Regions from separate parts of the Ovis aries genome. Here regions 1 and 2 are each linked to region 3. The links are chromatin contacts, called in public Hi-C maps. All regions are on one chromosome and are shown on one strand. The core of a region is the stretch at or near the end of the contact, and the rest is flanking DNA. Distances in the headings are between cores, read along the strand shown.

What was found. A called contact is a pair of places that touch in the nucleus more often than the background predicts.
Region 1: a Hi-C map of muscle shows a contact between it and region 3, with 4 times the contacts expected there. The contact joins two enhancer-like sites. A contact is called at or near these places in 4 of 16 Hi-C or Micro-C datasets (liver, muscle, omental adipose tissue and 1 more).
Region 2: a Hi-C map of liver shows a contact between it and region 3, with 4 times the contacts expected there. The contact joins two enhancer-like sites. A contact is called at or near these places in 3 of 16 Hi-C or Micro-C datasets (liver, muscle and tail adipose tissue).

The regions. Positions count from the first base shown.
Region 1 is chr9:32,216,714-32,219,596 of ARS-UI_Ramb_v3.0, forward strand. The region is part of intron 10 of SPIDR (scaffold protein involved in DNA repair); the gene reads right to left. It overlaps LOC121820333 (a long non-coding RNA gene), which reads right to left. Exons shown (of 3, transcript XR_006060820.2): 2 at 1-2,883. Among named protein-coding and RNA genes, the nearest start is that of CEBPD, 78 kb to the left of the region's middle. Within about 2 kb of position 1,253, at least 25 of the 54 cell types and tissues checked have an H3K27ac peak or open chromatin away from gene starts, as enhancers often do. A contact at or near this core is called in liver, muscle and tail adipose tissue, where this site is marked.
Region 2 is chr9:32,198,216-32,200,975 of ARS-UI_Ramb_v3.0, forward strand. All of the region lies in intron 10 of SPIDR (scaffold protein involved in DNA repair), which reads right to left. It overlaps LOC121820333 (a long non-coding RNA gene), which reads right to left. Exons shown (of 3, transcript XR_006060820.2): 3 at 1-2,760. Among named protein-coding and RNA genes, the nearest start is that of CEBPD, 59 kb to the left of the region's middle. Within about 2 kb of position 1,261, at least 33 of the 54 cell types and tissues checked have an H3K27ac peak or open chromatin away from gene starts, as enhancers often do. A contact at or near this core is called in liver, muscle and tail adipose tissue, where this site is marked.
Region 3 is chr9:32,355,634-32,358,871 of ARS-UI_Ramb_v3.0, forward strand. All of the region lies in intron 5 of SPIDR (scaffold protein involved in DNA repair), which reads right to left. Among named protein-coding and RNA genes, the nearest start is that of SPIDR, 70 kb to the right of the region's middle. Within about 2 kb of position 1,663, at least 34 of the 54 cell types and tissues checked have an H3K27ac peak or open chromatin away from gene starts, as enhancers often do. A contact at or near this core is called in liver, muscle and tail adipose tissue, where this site is marked.

The DNA of each region.
Region 1 (2,883 bases), core at 3-2,502, 140 kb before region 3:
GAAGTGAGCTTCTTCGGCATGTGAAATGATGACGTCTTGAAAACACGGGGGCTGAGGGTTTTCCTCTGACAGTGGCAGCAGCTGCTGGAGGAGATGCAGGCCCCTCTCACAATCCAGACTTATCCCTGGTTCCTCCTCATGTGCCTCTCTTGCCCAGAGCAGATTCTGACAGGGTCAGAGACCTGGTAGCTATACTGGTCAGGGTGGGGCTTCCCCTGTAGCTCAGTTGGTAAAGAATCTGCCTGCAATGCAGGAGACCTAGGTTCGATCCCTGGGTTGGGAAGATCCCCTAGAGAAGGAAATGGCAACCTACTCCAGTATTCTTGCCTGGAGAATCCCATGGACAAAGGAGCCTGGCAGGCTGCAGTCCACGGGGTCGCAAGAGTCGGACATGACTTAGTGAATGAAACCACCACCACCATTGTCAGGGTGGTGCCAGGGGCTGGACTGCCATTCGCCTCACTGAGTTGTTCAGGGGATTAAATGAGGTAGCAGAGGTGAGGAGCCTGCTTACAGTGGGGCTTCGCTGTGTTCTCACTTGTGGAGCAAAGTCAGCGAGGATGGTATTTCAGGCTCTTGCCATTATTCACCTCAGCCTTTGAGGTGTGAAAGCACCTCTGGACAAGAATGCCAGAGAACAGAACAGATAGGCTGGTCCCAATAAAACTTTATTTACAAAGAGAGGTGGCAGGATGAATTCAGCCCATATCTATTTCCATCTAGCTATTAATGATCTCTAACAAGTGAAACTCTACCTTCAGTCAGAGTTCGGCCCATGAAAAGCTACAGCGATACAAACAGCTGTGTTTAACTTATCCAGAAATGGCTGGGTAAAAAACTCTCTCCCCCAATAAGATGATGATTCCTTGCTGTGGGAAGAGGGAAAACCACTCTCTCCACCCAGTTTCTCTAACACCAATGGGAAATGTCCACGCTCTCCTTGCAGGCGTCAGCCCAGAGAGCATGATCTATGAAGGACAGCTGGCTTCACAGGAGAGCTATCTATATTTTCTGTTTTCAAGGGTGATTTGAACAGCTCCCAGGGACTTCCTGTGTTTTCATGGAACCTCTCTAAATCACATCCCATGACAGACGACAGGGTGAGCTCATGTAAACACGGTCGCGGCATCATGAGTAACAAAACCTCTTTCCACCAGAGGCCCTTTATCCTGCGTAAGAGACCTGTGCACTAATAGCAGCCCCAGCTTCAGTTAACCAGCTACAGCTGACTGGATGCTATAAAAAGAACAAACGAAAACATGAACACTGCCTCTCACCCCACTTGAGCCAGTGTGTCAAGGCTGCTCAGCCCTTTCCAAACACTCTGTGAATGAAGTGGCTGAGCTTGGTTCTCTCAGTTGTTTACTGAACAGTGTGTGCAGGAACCACTGAGCAGAGATGGGGAGGGGAGGAAACACAAGATCCATTAGCACATGGGGCCAACATTCTACCTGATCCCAGATTTAGTTCTATAACATACAGGGGGGCGGAGAAAACTTTCAAAAGCAGAGCTAGAGTACTCTGAGCAATTTTTTAAGCACACATACACACTTTGAGTACTTAGGTTTACATTGTGAAAAACTGATCATTAAATCTGGGATAAATTAATACCTTATCAGATATTCTGAGCCTCATGACTCAGCTGGTAAAGAACCTGTCTACCAATGCAGGAGATATAAGAGACAATTGTTTGATCCCTGGGTTGGGGAGATCCCCTGGAAAAGGACATGGCAGCCCACTCCAGTATTCTTGCCTGGAGAATTCCATGGACAGAGGAGCCTGGCAACCACAGACCTCTGGGTCGCAAAGTCGGACACTACTGAGCGACTAACCATCTCATCCTCTGTTGCTCCCTTCTCTTTCTGGCCTCAGTCTTTCCCAGCATCAAGGTCTTTTCCAGTGAGTCGGCTCTTCGCATCAGGGCCAAAGTATTGGAGTTTCTTTCAGCTTCAGAATCAGTCCTTTCAATGAATATTCAGGGTTGACTTTCTGTAGGCTTGACTGGTTTGATCTTGCTGTCCAAGGGACTCTCAAGAGTCTTCTCTAACACCAGTTTGAAAGCATCAATTCTTCAGCACTCAGGCTGCTTTATGGTCCAACTCTCATATCCATACATGTCTACTGGAAAAACCATAGCTGTGACTCTATGGACCTTTGTTGGCAAAGTGATGTCTCTGCTGTCTAGGTTGGTCATAGCTTTTCTTCCAAGGAGCAACAGTCTTAATTTTGTGGTTGCAGTCACCATCCACAGTGATTTCGGAGTCCAAGAAAATAAAATCTGTCACTGTTTTCATTTTTCCTCCAACTATTTGCCATGAAGTGATGGGACTGGATACCATGATCTTAGTATTTTGAATGTTGGATTTTAAGCCAGCTTTCATGTATTTTAAAAAATTATATCTCATGTAGAGTAAATAAATTGCTTCTCAAGTAATTATAAAAAGGCAACACATTTACTTATATTCTTTTTGCATAATAAGTACTAGTGTGTTTTGAGAGTTTATATTCACAAAATTAAATTATGAAAAAATATAGCTTCATAAAGAGAAATTAACACCTGTTAAACTTCAGAAATGTTCAATGCACAGCCTATCATCCTTGGTGGTATTCTATTACAGTTTGTGTTAATGTATGCACCCAAAGGGAAAAGCCAGTAATTCAAGTGATTCAGATTTCAAATAAATTCAGTTTAGGTTTCCTTCAAGACTAAATAAAGCAATTAAATTGTTTTAGTTGAACTGGATGATAAGAAAAGACGTCATGGATAGATATATCTCAGCTGTAGAAGATAAAAGGAAGATAGCTTACTAATTTAAAAAACCCAGCTGAACCAATCAACTAGAAATGACACATGGGAGGAATTCTGATTCAAACACAAATCAC
Region 2 (2,760 bases), core at 11-2,510, 160 kb before region 3:
TTCCCACCACCATACCTGTCTAAAGATGCCCATTTTTCAAAGACAAACTCATTCCACTTCTTTCTTGATTTTTCTCATTCTATAGTGTAAACAATTTTCTTTTTTCCTTTCTTTAGTATTTTATTCATTTGGCAGCACCAGGTCTCAGTTGTGGCATGCAGGATATTTAGTTATGGCATGCGGGATACCATTTATTGACCAGGGATTGAACCCAGGCCCCCTGTATTGAGAGCATGGAGTCCTAGCAACTGGACAACCATGTAAGTTCCCAATTCTTCCTTTTTCCTTGTATGCAAAATGATTTATTTTTGTCTTTTAGCTTTTATAACATTCTCCCCAAAAACCTGAGTAGATCTTTCCTCTCTCCTTTTTGACTGCAAGTTTCTGGGGGATGGGAACATACTTTGTATTCCCCACGTACCCATCGAAGCCCTTAGCTGTGTATTACAGATGATTGATATGTGTTTGATCCACCAAGCTGAATTAACTGACAGGCATTTATTCAGGCTTGTAGGGACAGAAGGTGTAAGAAGTAGCTTCAACACTTGTGGACGAGAATCAGTATTAAAATGCTCTATACAGCTAGTTCACAAGCCGAGACCTTTTCACTGCTATAACGGGTAGGAGTATTAGTGTCCTAGTGAAGTTCTAAATCAGAGTAAGACAGATGAAGGGAAGAAGGGATCTTAGTTAAGAAAGTTTTTACTCAAAATATGCCAAATCCACTGAGCAGCACTGGGGGCTGTGGTCTTGTTTTCCCTCATTCATCCCCCAGTCACTCTCAAACGAGGGTCATGTGGTATTCCCACCTTTCCATGGCCTCTCACTGCTGAACCTGAAAGTCCGGGGGCCTGTGCCTGAGTGCAAACGAGGAAGAAGGCATTGAGTGTTTCTGTAGTGCCGAGGGAGGTCACACATTCCATGATGCTCCCTGGATCACCACGTGGCTTGGCGGCCAAACCCAGAGTCCTCACTGCCTCTCTCGTCCAGAGTTCTCTGTGAAACCTGAAGCCCTGACACACTAAAGCTGCACTGAATGCGACAGCTCTGACCTTCTTGAGCATCGTGGGGAGCACTCTTACATGCAGCTTTGGGAGAGAAGAGTCCTGAATATCCTCAGGGTCTGTGGTTCCAGGAAGGGCGCCAGTTGAGAGCAACCAGGCTGCGCTGGACCTCGTGACGCAGCAGGAGCAGGGTGACTCATCCCAGACGACCGGCTTCTGAGTCAGGGTTTCACACTGGAAGCTGACTAACCGGCCTGGAAACCGGTCCTGTCCAATGAGCAGCGTGTAAATCACCGGTGTTTGCGAAGCAGAGGTACACGTTCTACCTGCTCTGACCTTACCAAACAAAACACAAACCACCTCAGCAAGAGGCATGCATGTAAGGCTGTCTTCTTTTTTAAACATCAATATTGATTTTGTAAGTTCTTCAGTAATCCTAAGAACACCTGTTCTAGGGACACTACCACTAAGCAATAGTAAATTGTTTTAGGATATTTGATAATGACATAATTTCAACTTCAAAGACTAAACCATACTCAGTTTATCATACTCAAGAGAGCAGATGAGGGATCACTTTCAGAAGACGACTCGACTGTAGAGAGAAGGAAGGTCCTCAGGTATGACTTCACCTCGGGGCAGGACAGTGGCCAGCCCCGGCTCCCAGCCCCAGCTCTCCCAGCTGGTTGCCCACCCCAGCACGGTGAGCAGCCCCCGCCCTGCTCCGTCTCCACAGGCCCGCTCTGTGTGCAGACCAGCATGGCGAGTCCCTGTAAGCGCAATGCTCTCCTCCCAGCAGGTGCCCTGCAGCCCTCTTTTCTGTCGTCTTCGAGAAACTACAGGTCTCAGAATTTCGAATTTTCTAAAACTTCTAAATACAGTACAAAGCATTCCCTCCTCTCCCTCCCCACCCCGCACCCTGAATCACTAGTGTCAAAGTAAAGTTGTAAATAGAACAAGACAAATGAAGGAAGGACAGATCTTAGCTAAGAAAGTTTTTGCTCAAAATCAGTTGAGTAGCCCTGGCGGCACTTGTCATCTTGTTTCTCTCACTTACCGCCCAGTCACTCTCAAATGAGGGTCATCCCTATAAACAAGGACCTTCTCCTGTGAAAATCACCGCTGACGACCGCAGAAGCGAGGAAAGGAAAGCTGTTCGCCCTCACGCGCACACACACTGTGCTTCCCTACCCTGTCTGTCCCGCACTCTGCACCAGAAGACAACGCGGAGCTGTGTGCTGCTGGCGGATCCTAGTCCTCCTTGACTTTCATGACCTTGACATTCTCCAAGGACGCAGTTTTGTGGTACACAAACTCTCACTTTAGCTTTCTCTGATATTTTCTCACGATGAGATCCAGCTCATGTATTGCTGCCGCGTGCTAACAGCTGGCGTGCTATTTCAGTAGGGACCATTTGCGACGATGATCAGTTTTATTACTTAATTGAGGTGATGTCTATCAGGTTTCTCAACTGTAAGTTACTTTTTCCTTCTGAAATTAAAAAAAAAACTGTGTGGCAAATACTGTCAGGCTATGTAACTATCCTAGTCCTTGTCGAATTTTTGAATCATTAACTTTTAAAAACTGTGGATTCATGAATTCTCAATGGATTGTACCCCAAACTATCATTTTGATGCTCAACTTATCCCAGAATCGGCTGGTTGTAGGCTTTTTTCAAGCTGGCTCCTGTGTCCTCCCGATATGTCTCCACCATTCTCTGAGAACATTCCTTCTTTTCCACATAAAATGCTCAAGACGC
Region 3 (3,238 bases), core at 413-2,912:
GACAAAAAATATAATATCAGCAATTCAATTTCCATAAGAATGAATGTTTAAATAGTTGTATTTAGTTCAGCTTTCACCACATATACAGGTATTTAACTTGAGAACATATGAGTCTTGCCAGTAGTGTTTTTACAAAGTCCCTGCCACTGTCCATCTGCATGTCTTGCCTCTGTTTCACTCATTCATTCATTCCCTCACTCAGGTAGACCCTGGACCTCAAGAAACTTCAGTCTAGCTGGGGAGAAAGGCAGTGTTTGCTGGGAGCTACGACAAAGGGCACAACGGAAGCAAAAGGAGTGCTATGGCGATATAATGCCCAACCCTAACTCTCTGCTAACACTACAAAGTGCCTCTTGAGGAAGGGAGGAAATGCTATATTCCTTCCAGCACTTAACATTCTAAGGCTTTCTGAGAAATTCATGCATATTCCATCTGCATTAACAATATTTTATACTGTTCAAAGGTCCTTGGAAGGGTGGTAAATTAGTATGCTTGCTACATGAAGATTTGATGGAAGAAGTTTCTTCTGCTCAAGCTTTCTAGAAGCCCAAAGTAACCCATGCAGAAAAATGAGCTAAACAAATACTTATGTTACAGCTTTTGATAACATGTTTGCTTTTAAATAAGTCTGTAAAGGCATATGTTTATGATTTATTTGCTTCATGGGATTATTTTTTATGATATAAAGTATGATCCCAGACCTAAATGCTCCATCATCACACGTCTGACCCGTGATGTGACTGGTATCCATTAACTGGCCGACTGTTGGTACCCAGTGAGCCGATGAGGACAAGGCATCCTGCTCGAGTCCAGACAGGCATTAATGAGTAAGACGGTGATCAGTCACAGAAAGAGAACCATTATGCGACACCGTGACCAGTCACAGAAAGAGGGTCATCACCGGACACTGGCCCCCAAACCGCATATTCCAGCAGACAGTAAGTAACCCAAGCGTTCTTTAAACTTTATCAGTAGCAACACCAACTCCATATCCTTGGTTAAATATTACAATGAACAGGAAAAAAGTAATCTTCTGAGGATCTAGTAAGCCACTTACAAGTCAAAATATGTTTGCTCACTCACACATTGACAAATTAAATACTTTCCAAAAAAAACTGTTTAAATGTAATTTTCAGGCAAAATAGCTCTAGTTATTAAGATTTCTGTGTACTTAGTGCATTTTTAATATAACAGAGTCAATGAATTTCTGCAACTGGAAAACAAAGATGGTAACTGAGAAATTAAACCAAGGAACTAAGAAAGAACCATTCATTCCAATGAGTGAAAGGATGAATAATATCCTTAAAGATGGGTACTTGATAGCATTCTTCTTCCTTCTAATCCACCTTTTCCAGCTTCAATTTGCATATGTGACTGAAAAGAGCACTTCTTGAATCCTGTGTGTTCCCTTCAGTGGTGTAAAGCAACAGTTCCCATGACAGAGCAGAGTTCATACCGGGCCTGCTAGATACTCGTCTGGAATGGTTAGGAGAGCAGCACTATTTCACTAAGTCAGATGCAGAGTCAACAAACAGACAAGAATGTGACATTAGCACAACAATCTTCGAAAACAACTGATCCTCCAAACCCACCTAACATGCCAAGACAGAGGAATGTTCCTCACTCAGTTTAGTATCTACACTGGAGCTTATCTGAATGAACTTGACCCTGGTTGGCAGCAAGCCAGCAGTCTTCGTCACTGAATGACTTAACAGAACACTGTGTTCTTGGCACAAGCACAAAAAAAGGTGTTGAAATCCACGCTAAAAAGAAATCTCAGCTTACATTTTAAATCAGTTTTTAAATATGATAATAAAAGATAGTTAAATGTGATGAAGGCTTTTCAGTGTTCTGTCCATTTTTAATTCAGGTCATTTTTTTAGCCCTACTCCATTTGGCTCACTTTCAGTACTTCCTGGAACAATCCCTGGGACTTCCCCAGGCACTGTGAATCCTGCTCCGGCCCTTTCTATGCTGCCTCCTCTAATGATATACCTGGAAAATTCCAATGCACCCAACGCTGGCATGGGAGGGAGGGCCAGCAAGTAAAGCCAGAAACAACGTATTGACTCACTTCCGCAGAAAGCCCTGGAGAAAAATGTGGGCCACAGTGCAGTCCTCTCATGCGATCCAGTCAGAATAAGTAAGAGATAGGAAAGTTATGTCATTCCCACACAGGTTACGTTAACTCATCCACAAAGGTAAGATGCAAATGAGAAGAACACATAATCTGCAGGGAGTCTACATACTTTCAGAAAAAAAACACTTCTCTTTTCCTTTAGTTTTTGTCATCTGCTTTTCCTCCTACTCCGAAAGCGCCATCCTTCGTGTAACGTTACGAGAGTTCATCCTCATGAACTGCAGCAGTTCACAACCAGCTCCTAATCCAGGGAAACCACAGGAGTCCTACAGGACTCACAGAGACAAGACTCAAACCACAAACACTCGGCAGTCTACACTGGTAGAAGGCCGCGATGAAAGCACAGATGTTTGTTCACCCTTTAGTTTCCAGCCTTAATTTTTACTAAGTACTTTCACAGGTCTCTCGTCTTACAACAGCACAAATTATGTCTTAAGATCAAAGCCTATCATGTCTTCAACTCTGACAGACAGAATTACGTAGTCAAATGATTTTCCTCAACATAGTAAAATGTTAAAAAATCTTGAACATTTATTCTTATATACTTTAAACCTTACTCTTTCAAAACTATGACATAATTATTTGTTCATAATTATTTCAAATTATGTTTAAAGTAAGTTGTAAATAATACTAGCATAGGAAGTCAAAGGAAAAAAAAACTGGAAATACATATGGTTTACCTTCTGATAAAAGCTTCTTTTTTCAATCAAATATGATTTACTCAGATGAATGTTAAAACTAATCTAAATATCTTGATAACAATTGATAACTAAGGATACATGGACCAATATTGCACCTAGAAGTAGGCCTAGGCTTAAAACTTTGTTATAATTAAAAAGTCAATTCTACTGTGGACTGAAGGTTGTAACTGTTAACACCTGAACGCTGTAGTTCTGTTCTCTACCCAGCCCAGGCCCCTCAGAGGCAGTCATAAGAACACAAAGTTCACAGATCTAGTTAAAGAAATGTTTTACTCATACTCCTCAGGGTGCATTCACCCATGAAGATACACTATAAATAATACCTTTGTTTAAAGTAAAACAATGCAAGCTCAACTGATATTACTCACTCTACCCTTAACTCATGAAAACATTCCCT